2 separate regions of the Mus musculus genome follow, and region 2 is linked to region 1. Evidence: chromatin contacts called from public HiChIP or PLAC-seq data. All regions are on one chromosome and are shown on one strand. The core of a region is the stretch at or near the end of the contact, and the rest is flanking DNA. Distances in the headings are between cores, read along the strand shown.

The links. HiChIP or PLAC-seq counts read pairs in DNA pulled down with a chosen protein or histone mark.
Region 2: a contact with region 1 is called in an HNF4G HiChIP or PLAC-seq map of pancreatic cancer cells. The contact joins two enhancer-like sites. A contact is called at or near these places in 2 of 484 Hi-C or Micro-C datasets (conventional dendritic cells and embryonic stem cells), 3 of 115 datasets of contacts at active chromatin or transcription factors (bone marrow-derived macrophages, embryonic stem cells and pancreatic cancer cells) and 1 of 9 other capture datasets (adipose tissue).

Annotation. Positions count from the first base shown.
Region 1 is chr6:137,556,255-137,561,944 of GRCm38.p6, reverse strand. The region is part of intron 2 of Eps8 (epidermal growth factor receptor pathway substrate 8); the gene reads left to right. Among named protein-coding and RNA genes, the nearest start is that of Eps8, 90 kb to the left of the region's middle. Within about 2 kb of position 2,869, at least 208 of the 459 cell types and tissues checked have an H3K27ac peak or open chromatin away from gene starts, as enhancers often do. A contact at or near this core is called in adipose tissue and pancreatic cancer cells, where this site is marked.
Region 2 is chr6:137,685,812-137,691,501 of GRCm38.p6, reverse strand. No RefSeq gene overlaps it. Among named protein-coding and RNA genes, the nearest start is that of Gm38915, 14 kb to the left of the region's middle. Within about 2 kb of position 2,666, at least 27 of the 459 cell types and tissues checked have an H3K27ac peak or open chromatin away from gene starts, as enhancers often do. A contact at or near this core is called in adipose tissue and pancreatic cancer cells, where this site is marked.

The DNA of each region.
Region 1 (5,690 bases), core at 1,620-4,119:
TTCACTGTATCCCAGTCCCTGTCACCAGATGCTTAGAGGGTGGCCGATAATCAGTTTGTTGCTATGGAAACAGCAGAGGGGTGCATTTTAAAATAATAAATAGGGTAGAATGTAGATGCTCCCACCAAAATGAAAAGATCAGACAAAATTATCTCAAAATTAGTGAACTCTGAGCACCAGAAACAATCCCCGTCCTGGAAATACCCCCACGGATAGTTTCTTAAGCTCTAATAATAAATAGATAATTGTCTTTGGACTTAGCATTTTCAAAGGTGTTCCCCAGACATTCCACAAGGTCCCTCAGGATCCGTCATTAGGCATTCCTTCATCCTTTTCTTCTCTTGGTTCCAGTCGTTTCCAGTCACTGTTAAAGCCATACTAGATAAACGTTTGGGACATGCCTGGGATGTCCCAGGACTGCCCATACCCACACCAGTGGGCCACTGCTGTGCCATCCAATACTTGCTTCCTCTAGGATATTGCTCTGACAGCTGCTGCTGGGAAGACAGTTCCATAGGATGTTGCTGGTATCCCAATGACAGTGTTACTAACCTGTGTTCCACTTTCCTATTTGCATGTATGTCTTGCTAGCCCAAATGTTCCTACAGGCAGTGAGTGAATCGTGTTTGCTCTGTATGCCTTCACGCAGGGCACGTGTTATAGGCCATACATTTCCCCTAAATGAGGTGGGTTTGGGGGCCACATAGTATGTTTCGCTCTAGAAAATACTCATTCCATGTATAAGCTGCTATTTCTCTCATAGTTGAGAATAGTTGAGAATATTAAACAGGCATTTTTTTTTCTTTTTCAGTAGCTCACTACTGCATCTGTTGGAAGCATATTTCTTCTGTTTCTGGGGACACTGGCTTCTTAGGCCTTTGAGCCCCTAGAGTCCTCCTATTCTGGTGGAATTATCTGATAATTCTTACTTACATGTTTGTGGCATAATATGTGATTGCTCTCAGGAGCATTTATGGTTTAGTAGTGCTTTCTGGGGAACACAACTGTTTAACTTGAAAGAACGAATTCATTTCCATAAGTGCATTGGCATCCACTGTGCAGCTTGGGTAATGGATATGTTTTAAGGAACCAGGGTGACACTTTGTTGACCCTAGAATCACACCAGGCATGCTGGCTGCCTGGTGTACATTTGCATATTTAGTACCTCCAACTGGGAAGGCATTCCTCTTAGCCTGCCTCTGTGAGGGCTCCTTAGTGGATGCATTTGTGCCCATTACACTGCCTGCTCGGCGCTAATCTGAAGGTCACAGTGCCAGGCGCATTTCAGTTCGCGTGTTATTCTGCCTCACCTCCTCGGATTTTCTCACTTCTTTGGAACTAGAAACACATAATCACAGAACACTTGAGCTAATTCCCCGAGAACTTGTTACAGATCGAGCGGGCTTCTCGGCTGCTGACTGGTGTGTAAGAGGATAGTCTTCTTGCTGAAAGTGAAATTCTAGAGGCCTCAGATGTCTGAACTCTTTCCAGGGTGGATTGCTCAAGAGGAAACAAACTGCACGGTCCTGTATAATTGCTTGTTATTTTGAAGACGGAAATGTTATGTGTATTTTTCTTCCCCAAGGGCCCTGTGGAGGACAGGATCCTGCTAGTGTTTTTAATAGATCTGTTTGATACTGCCAATACACAGAACTCACAAACAAGGGAGGCTCATGTCCATTTGGCTGAACAATGAAATACTGCAGAAGGACTCAATTCCTACTGACAGAAAAGTCACACGGGGAGTTTCAGACGAATGTATGAAAGAGACAGGTAGATCTAGGTTGTGTGTGTGTGTGTGTGTGTGTGTGTGTGTGTGTGTGTGTGTGTGTGTGTGTGTGTGGTGGTGGTGGTGGTAGGGGGAACATGCTCTTAACGTCTTAGTTATCCTAAAAGGCAAGGCTCGTAGACCAGGGCACACTTGGAGACTCAGGGCTTGGAGGTTTGCCTTTATCTATCTGTGTTAAAGTCTTCAACTGTGTTTAGCCTGGGTGATGGTGGATCAGGTATTTCTGTGCCATGTGCCTCAGTTTCCTGTAAATAGAGAGAGTGGCACATGCCTCTTTAGAGGATTTGTGATTATCAACCATATTGAAACATGCAAAGATTTCACGGCAATGGTTGGCACACCTGTGGACCTCACTCTTGTTATTTGTTGCTTCTGTAATGGGCTCTGCACAGTTGACTCAGAGAGAACAGTTGCTTAGGAAATAAAGGCACATGCTTGGGGGTCTGAGGAGATAGCTCAACTGGCAAAGCACTTGCAGAGATCTCAGTCTGATGCCAAGAGCCCGTGTTAAAACAAGCTTGTGTGTGCTTGTCATCCCAGCGCCGAGGGGCTAGGGGAGGATGGGTCCCTCAAACTCGTTGGCTGGTCAGTTCAGACTGCTTAATGAAAACCTACTTTTCCTTCACACAGACACAGAGACACAGACTGACAGGCAGACAGGTATGGACACATGTACATACCCCCCTCCCACACACACACATTCACACATACCCCTACACACACATACATCTTCCCCAAACAAAGAGGAAAATTTTCAGAGCTAAAAGCAATTTAAATTTTGGCGGTAAAGACTATCTGGGTTTTTCTTTCTCCATGAGAAATTATGTTATAAAGAGGAAAGCACGTGAGCACCCAGTGGTGTGCTGTCTTAAGTATCCTTTGGCCATGTGTGTTTGGCTGAAAGTCTTCGCCCTCGGAACCAGGCATTGCCTGTTTGAGGAATGCTGTCTGCTTTGAAAGCCAGCTCCGAGGAGTTCACTTGGTTTTGGCCGTTTGGGTTAGGTTCTATGTTGTCTAATCAGAACTGGATGGGGATGGTGCCGGTGTGCAACTCCCTTCCAAGAAAAACACTGGGTGTTTCAGGAAGTGGGCGAGTGAGTCAGCGGACTGCACTTTTCCTCTGAGTCAGTCTCGGACTTGCTGGAAACAGGCTTGACTTTCACCCAGAGTTCTGCTTTTCCGATCGAATGTTCCATCGGGGTTGACCTCGTACCACGCTGACAGAAGGCTTTGTTAGTGTGTGCGCTCACACGGAGTGTCTTAGTGAGTGTGCCCAGTGAGTATTTAAAAGAAAAATCTCAATTCAAACCTACATCCTTAAACTAGTTTCGCCTCCGTGACAGTTTTGCTTCAAGCAGGGTCATGGAGAGTGGTTCTTCACTGCAAGATTTAAAAACCCTAACTTCATGCTGTATGGTTACTGAATGGAAGAATGAGGTATGCCCCAAGGTATGGCTGAGGTGGTTGTATTGAAGACATGAAGGAGATCGGTCAGATGTCCTTACTATTGACTTCCTTAGGGAAATCTTTTAGAGAGAGATGGAGGCAGGTGGAGAGATGGTGCAGCGGTTGATAGCAGTTCCTTCACTTCAGGAAGACCTGAGTTTGATCCCCAGAACCTACACTGGGCAGCTCCTGAGCTCAGAGAGACATACCTGGCTCTGGTCTCCTAGCACTGTCGCAGGAAAGAACAGAGTCAGTTCTTTTCTAAGAGTAAACTGCTGTAATTTGAGTCCTGTAAGGTCTGCAAAGCCGGTCAGGTAGCTGTGGGGCTTTGTGGGTAGTTGTCTTAGTTAGGGTTTTACTGCTGTGAACAGACACCATGACCAAGGCAACTCTGATAAGGACAACATTTAATTGGGACTGACTTACAGGTTCAGAGGTTCAGTCTATTATCATTGAGGCAGGGACATGGCAGCATCCAGGCAGGCATGGTGCAGGAGGAACTGAGAGTTCTACATCTTTCATCTGAAGTCTACTAGCAGAAAACTGACTTCCAGACAGCTAAAATGAAGGTCTTAAAGCCCACACCCACAGTGACACACCTACTCCAACAAGGCTATACCTCGAAACAGTGCCATTCCCTGGGCCAAACACAAACAAACCATCACATGATGTGCCTACCCTTTTCATTTACACTAGTAGACTGATAATTTTTCTTTTCTTTTCTCTTCTCTTTTCTTTTTAGTTTTTTAATCTTAAGCACTTGGGCTTGGGTTAGCTGGAGGCGTTGGTTTTTCTTTCTGGCGCATAGTCATTGTAGGTCCTCCCCACACCCTCCCCCATTTCCTCCCAGTCAGGGACAGTGCTGGCTGCTGGCTTCTCTGAGGTTTGAACAGTTGCTTCTGAGATTAAGCACCATTCCTGTAATGTGTCCCCCATATCTTATAAAAATCTGAATGCTGGTTTATTTCCTAGAAAAATTTCCACTTTATCATCTTGGAATGGAATGGTTTGGCCCTTGGCAGAGCAAAGAGTTCTCAGCTAAGGACTTTGAGAATGGTACTGTGAGATTCTCATGTCTGCCTAGGAGTGAAAGTTTTTATAAAACAAAAGATAGAATCTCCAGCAGCTACACACTGTGTTATAGGCAAGCTTTGTGGAGACCCAAGAGAAGAATGCATCTTTCTATGTTTTCCCCTCACTCCAGAGATCAGTGGACATGCATGCGCACCTCCTACCTGATGTTTTACCCTGCTCTCTACTGGCAGATGATCTGTGCAGGTAAACTCCTGAGCAGCAAGCGAACAACTAGGTTAGCCTGTGGCTTTTGCTAGGTCTAAGGAAGTGTGAGGCTGCAGCGCACCCTTACAGAGAGGCCCCAGTGCCTCATTTGATCAGTGCTCAATGGGAGCCTGTGAGTGTATGTGACATATCCAAGAGCAGAGAAGGGAACTCGCTGAAAAACCAGGGATAGTGTTGGCTTCCTCACCCCACATTCTTCCTAACCCCATGGGTGTCCAAAATGCCCCCCCATGATGGACTGGCATATCCTCACATTTGGGGTTCTGCTGGGATTACACATATCACCAGACAGTGAGGAAAGCTGGAGAGGGAGAGGATATAATTGCAGGGGTGTGCTGGTTACTCTTGAGCCACGGTGACTGGGCTATCCCACTGAAACTACTTAAGGTGACTGGGCTATCCCAATGAAACTACTTAAGGAATGGAGGGTTTACTTTGTCTCAGAGTCTCAAAGGTTTTCTGTCCACACAGGGAACGCATGCAGGAACAATCGAGTGTAGGAGTCTGTGGCAGAGACTGTTGATATCAAGGAGGGCCAGAAGGCAGAGTGAAAGGCTAGAACCCGGAGAGATAACAGCTTTCAGATTCACACCCTTAGGCACCTACTCCTGCTTGCTAGGCTTCACCTCCTAGCAGCTCAACATTGTGCATATGCGCACATATATACACATGCACACACATATACACATGCACACGCATATACACATGCACACACACATGTACACATGCACACATACATACATACACACTCATATATACACATAATCACATGCACACACATATACACATGCACACACATGTACACATGCACACACACATACACATGCACACACATATACACATGTACACATGCACACACATGTACACATGCACACACATACATACATACACACTCATATATGCACATAATCATATGCACACACATATATACATGTACACACATATATATATATATACATATATACACATATACATACATACATACATATTGACACAGCACCATCAAAGTTTCGAGAAGTGTTAAAAATGTAATTTAGTCAAGTAACTCATAGAAATAATTTTCTTTTTTCATCTTTTTAAAAATTAGATATTTTCTTTATTTACATTTTAAATTTTGTCCCCTTTCCCCATTTCCCCTCTGAACACCCCCCCATCC
Region 2 (5,690 bases), core at 1,417-3,916, 130 kb before region 1:
TTAGCCTGGTAGCTGTCTTACATTTCATCAGCCTGAGACTTTTCTTACATTTTCTCTTAGATGGAGATGATTTGATGAATTCTCATTATTATTATAAGAGAAATTTGGTAAAAGTCCCATTCATTCTGTTTTTCTTCACCTGTGGACACCTAGCACAAGCTTTTGTTCAGTAGTTAACAATCTGCCTCATGACTTCAGAAGTCTGTGTTGACCAATGTAGTATTCATAGATGAAGTTAACAGTAAACTAAGACAAATGGGAAGTGTGTGTGTGTGTGTGTGTGTGTGTGTGTGTGTGTGTGTGCATGTGTGTGAAAGAGCATTTTGGATATTGAATGTGGGCCCTCCTGTTTGCAAAGCAAGTGCTGTCTTTACCCAAGCTGAGAGATCTATCCACTCTGCCCTCACATATGTTTTGGAAAGTCAAAGGCTTGTTCAGCACATGGAAAGGCCCTGCTTTGATTAGCACTGCTCTGGGTCCTGAGGGTAGAGCTGCCAGAGACTCTAAGTGGCTTGGGACTGTTCTCTAGTTTTAGGGAAGAGTGTCCCCGTTACTGAGTCATAGATTCTGGCAAGGCACACAGGGCTTGAGTCTCGCTGCTGTCAGACAGCAGGCAGCATGAGTTTCCTGTGTTTTTCTGCCAGTTTTCTACAAACCTCAGGTTGTCTGGGGCTGACACAGGGAGGAGAGGTGGACAGACATGCCTCTGGAGGAGGAACTCTGGGATTGAAGAATTTGTCCCTTTCAGAGGCCATGGGATGAGGCTGGTCCTGCTCCAGGGGAAGGCATTACCTCATCTCTCCAAGGTTGCATACTGCAAACAAAACCCCTAACAACCAGCCTAGGAGAAACTGCAAGAGCCTCATGTTTTCCTTAAGACCAGCATGACAATACATGGTCCCTCCTAGGGTCCTGTAGTAGCTGGCCTGTCCCAGTCCAGGGACTTGGTAGCAGGCTGCTTTACTCCATCTGGGACCCTGTTGCTGTTAGCCTTCATGATCTGCCTTTGTGCCCACTGTTGCTACCCCTTCTGTTGTTACCAGCATCATCTTTGTTCTCACACATCAGTGAGACTTTGCCTGCATCCCAAAGGCTGAACTGAGTCTCTCAGTAAATTACCAAGCAGTTTCTTCAAAGTATGAACATCCGATTCAGGGATACTTGTGCCTCAGGAAAAGCCAAGAACCTAGTTTTGTCTGGGCCAATACAAATCAGGGTCTCCCTGAAGAGGGCTTCCTGACTCTGGGTCTGTCAGCTCTCACATGGTCTCCATTGCAGGAGATGACAATGGTCTGTCTTTTTCATCTCTTTGTTTCTAGTCTTAGCTCATTTTTGTTTTGTTTTTTTTTTCCTCTTCTTTTCTTCTTTTCCTTGTAGCTCTGGCTGGACTGATGCTGTCTATGTAGTCCAGGCTGGTCCAGACCTTGCAGCAATTTTCTCATGCCCCCCTGCTGAACACTGGGATTGCAGGCTTGCATGGCCACACCGGGCTTGCTCTTTACAGCGTAGCTACGCCTAGAGATTTTGCTTTGTGAGCTGTTCAGAAGAAGGAAAGATAAAGATTCTGAGATCTACTCATAGGAAGGTATGTAAAGAGCCAACACCACTTGTTCTCCCTCGGGATTGAACCACTGTATCGGAATGAGTGCCCAAGAACAGAAGTAAGGATTCTTAGACAAGATGCTCTAACATGGGGATCCCGGAAGGCTCTTTCTCCATCTCCAAATAAGATGATGTGATATAGTGATAGACATCCCTTACTGTTCTCTGGATTCCAGTGGTGCTCATTACAGGGAACCAGCTTGTCCTCACGCTCTCGTTAATAATGTGGAGCACAGTAACCCACCACGACAGTTCCTGATAGTGTGGACTATAACTAAGGACAGAAGGAAAGAAGAGATGTTGGGAGGATGTTGGCATGCAGGAGACAGTTGCTATGTTGAGGCAGCTGATTTCTAAATATGTCAGGATGCGAGTGACCTGCACAGGACACATGGCTGAAGGAGATACATGAATATGTGCATAATTTTTATGTAAATAACTATCTCTGAATTTTAGTTAGAAGATGGCACCATGGATTTAAAAAACTAAAACAGTCACTTTCTCACCAGGTCAGGATGTTACAAGGCTATCCAGTCTGTGTGGGAAAGAGAAATGTTGGATACGTGAAGGAATGTATAGGAAGTCTATGTAATCTTTGAAGGAGAATTGAAATCTGCCACAGAATAAGAAAAGAAATGAATACCACTTCTAATACAATGACTTTGCCAAGTTACGTTAGAAAAAAATTCATGTCACTGACAAGGCAAAGAAAGTGGCATTTGTATTCTCTGACAGTACAATGTGTTTGTGGAATGGATTTGGGTACGTGGGGAGGGGAGAGAGGAACTATACACAGAGAATAAGAAGTAGAAAAACATTAAGCATTTTTGCTCTACATAACCGTTACTAAGAAGGATCGTGTTAGCGTCTCAAGGAGAAATACGTGCTGACGGAGGGTCTGAACTTCAGACCGGCACTCAGGTTGTCATGGAATGAGAATCATGGTCTCAGATTGCAGCCAAGAGCTCAGCCCCATTATGGCAGCGCAGCTCTTAGCCTTGGGGACTGTAGGAGTGTGAATTGATCATACAGAAATCCTTCAGATTTCAGAACACAGTAGTAAGATTGCAGAGTCCTCTGGAATGTGCTGCGGTAGTCAAAAACCACAAATGCTGGTTGAATTGAGTTTGCTCAGGGTTTCTCGAAAAGAATTCAACCAAGGTTGGCATGGTGCCACATGCTTTTAACCCCAGCATCCAAAAGGCACAGATAGGTAGATCACTGTCTGTTCAAGGAGACCACAGGGAGTTTTAGGCCAGCCAGGGTATATAATGAGACCTTGTTTAAAAAGAGAGAGAAACCAATCAAAGATGCTTGTCACTCAAGGAACTCTAGACATTTGTCATGAAGCTTTACGTGAACTCGATTTTTAATCATCTCTTGTAGAGGCTTAGTTTCTTGAGAATTGCCCTTCGTCGGGCAGGGGATGCAGCTGAACGGTAGTGTGCTTGTCTAACACATGGAGTTCCCTGGGACAGGCACCCAGTACTGGGAAAGAAAATCACCTTTCTTCCTGGAGAAAATTAGTCACCTCTTGAATTAACTCGAGGCCACTGCCTGTCTGAACTAAAACTAAAACTAACCGCCCTGGACATATGACCATGACTGTCCAGCTTGCAGTGAAACAAGCAAGGAAGAAATTCTTCCAGAGACCAAAAGAAGTCTAGGAGGTGTTAAAGAGTTATGAGTCACCTTCAGCACACACCAGCAGGCTTATTGGCAAAGCTATGGAGGCCAAGACATGAGAGAGATCAGATGAGAGTCTACCTAGTCCAACATTGAGGGATAACTGGACTAACATATACTGAGCTCCAATAGCCTTTTCATGAGCTCACTGATTCAACATCTCTTAGGTATCTCATGGCTTAACAAATTGTGGCAACCAAACTTGGATTTGCTACATTAACATTGTTGTCGTTTATCACAGCACTGAGCAAATGAATGACATTGTTTGGTGTGTCATCAGAATTTCCCAATTGATGGTACTAAAGGGACACATTCAGCTTCCTCATAAGGGCTCCTTCCCCAGGGAGACACAGTACACACGCCTTAGAAACAACAGTGCAAGCGGATGGAGCACATGCTGCGCTCCCCACCCACTTCCTTCGAGAAACTTGGAAGGAGCCATTTATTGCTTTGAATCAGCTTCTTTTATTTCACTTATTTCTGATTTAGTCCCCTTCCTCATCCCCAGACTTGTATTGAATTGAACATTTTAGATAGTTTATAAACCTTGTGATAATTTGAGACACAAACCTTAGCAGTGGTTATGGGGGAAGAGAGAAGCAATCCCGAGGGAGACCTTAGGGTCTCAGAAAGAACAGGACATTGGTAGCCAAATAAGAATGGAAGGGGAAGGAGGAGGGGTCTGTCACCCAGTCCTCGCTTAAGGAAGGAATGGACAGGATGCTGAGAAGGAACACCTGTCAACGAAAATGCGTTGCAGGTGATAGCAGACTGTAAGAGGTCCTAAAGAGGGACTTAATTAATGTCTACACAGTGAAAGCCCAACCCAAGCTTCTATGTTTCATCAAGCAGATCTTAGGAGTTCTGGATTGCTGTGCGATGTGAGGAGGTATGGAAAGGAGGGATTGCACTGGAGGCCCCACAGGAGCTGGAAAGTGCATAATCACCTTGCTCGTTTTTCTCAGTTTTCACTGTTGGCGTGGAGAATGAAGAAGCTTGGCAGAGAAGGTTTCTGAGTCACAAGCTAATCAGTAGCAGAGACAAAGTAGAGTTCAGGCATCCTGACTCAAAATTTACCATCATATCTCCTTGGTTACCATTAAGGATCCGTTACATCCACATGCTAAATGAAGGCTTGAATTAAGTGCTGGCATTTGAGACTAAAATGAAAAAGGCACATGAGAGGGGAGGGAAGTGTGAACCAATGTGATAGTGTGAGAATGGAGTGAAGTATGAACCAATGTGATAGTGGAGGCAAGTGTGAACTGGTGTGATAGAGAGTGGAAGCAAATGTGATCTGTGTGATAGAGTGAGAGTAGAGGCAAGTGTGAACTGGTGTGATAGAGTGAGAGTGGAGGGAAGTGTGAACTGGTGTGATAGAGTGAGAGTGGAGTGAAGTGTGAACTGGTGTGATAGAGTGAGAGTGGAGGGAAGTGTGAACTGGTGTGATAGAGAGTGGAGGCAAGTATGATCTGTGTGATTGAGTGCGAGTAGAGAGAAGTATGAACTGGTGTGATAGAGTAAGAGTGGAGGGAAGTGTGAACTGGTGTGATAGAGTGAGAGTGGAAGGTTGTCCTTTGTCTTCCATAAGCATTGTGGTGAGTATACACCCATACTCACAGACATGAACACACACACACACACACACACAGGGATTTGCTACATTAACATTGTGGGGAGAGATTTTTTTTTTTAAAAAGAATGGAAATTATCCCCTTTTTGTTCTGGAAGTCCAAAAACCTGACCAGAGGCCCAAGGGATAAAGTTGGGGTTTGTCAGTGTGACTTCCCTCCAGAGGGACATCTTGTTCCTGCCTTTCTTTTGGTATCCAGAGGTAGTGTTGTTCTCAGCTCATGAGTCTCTTCCATCTTCATATTAAGAAATACCTTATCCTGTCTTTCTGAGTGGCCTCAACCTCTCTTTGACTCCCTCCACCCACTACACTAACTTTTATCTCTCCACACTTCAAGGATCAACATTACTGAATTGGGCCAACAATAAGATCCAGAATATTTTTTTATTTTTCATATCTATGTGAATATAGTGTGTATACGTGTGTGTGTGTGTGTGCTGTGCATGCATGTGTGTATCTGTGTCCACATACAGAGAGGGAATGTGTGTGTGGGTAGCTGAGGAAGTCAGAGGCTGTGTGCCGAGAGTCTTTCAATATTCTTTCACATTACTCATTGAGGTAGTGTCTCTCGGCTGAGCGCCGAGCTCGCTGCTGTTGATTCCTGGCTGGCTATCAAGCTAGATATCCCATGATTCCTCTGTCACAGTCTTCCCAGTCAGGTGGCCACCACACCTGCCCAGTGTTCACATAGATTCTGGGGATTTGCACTCGGGTCCTTGGCTTGTTGCTTGTGCAGCAACCACTTTAAGCCTTGAGTCAACTCACCAGC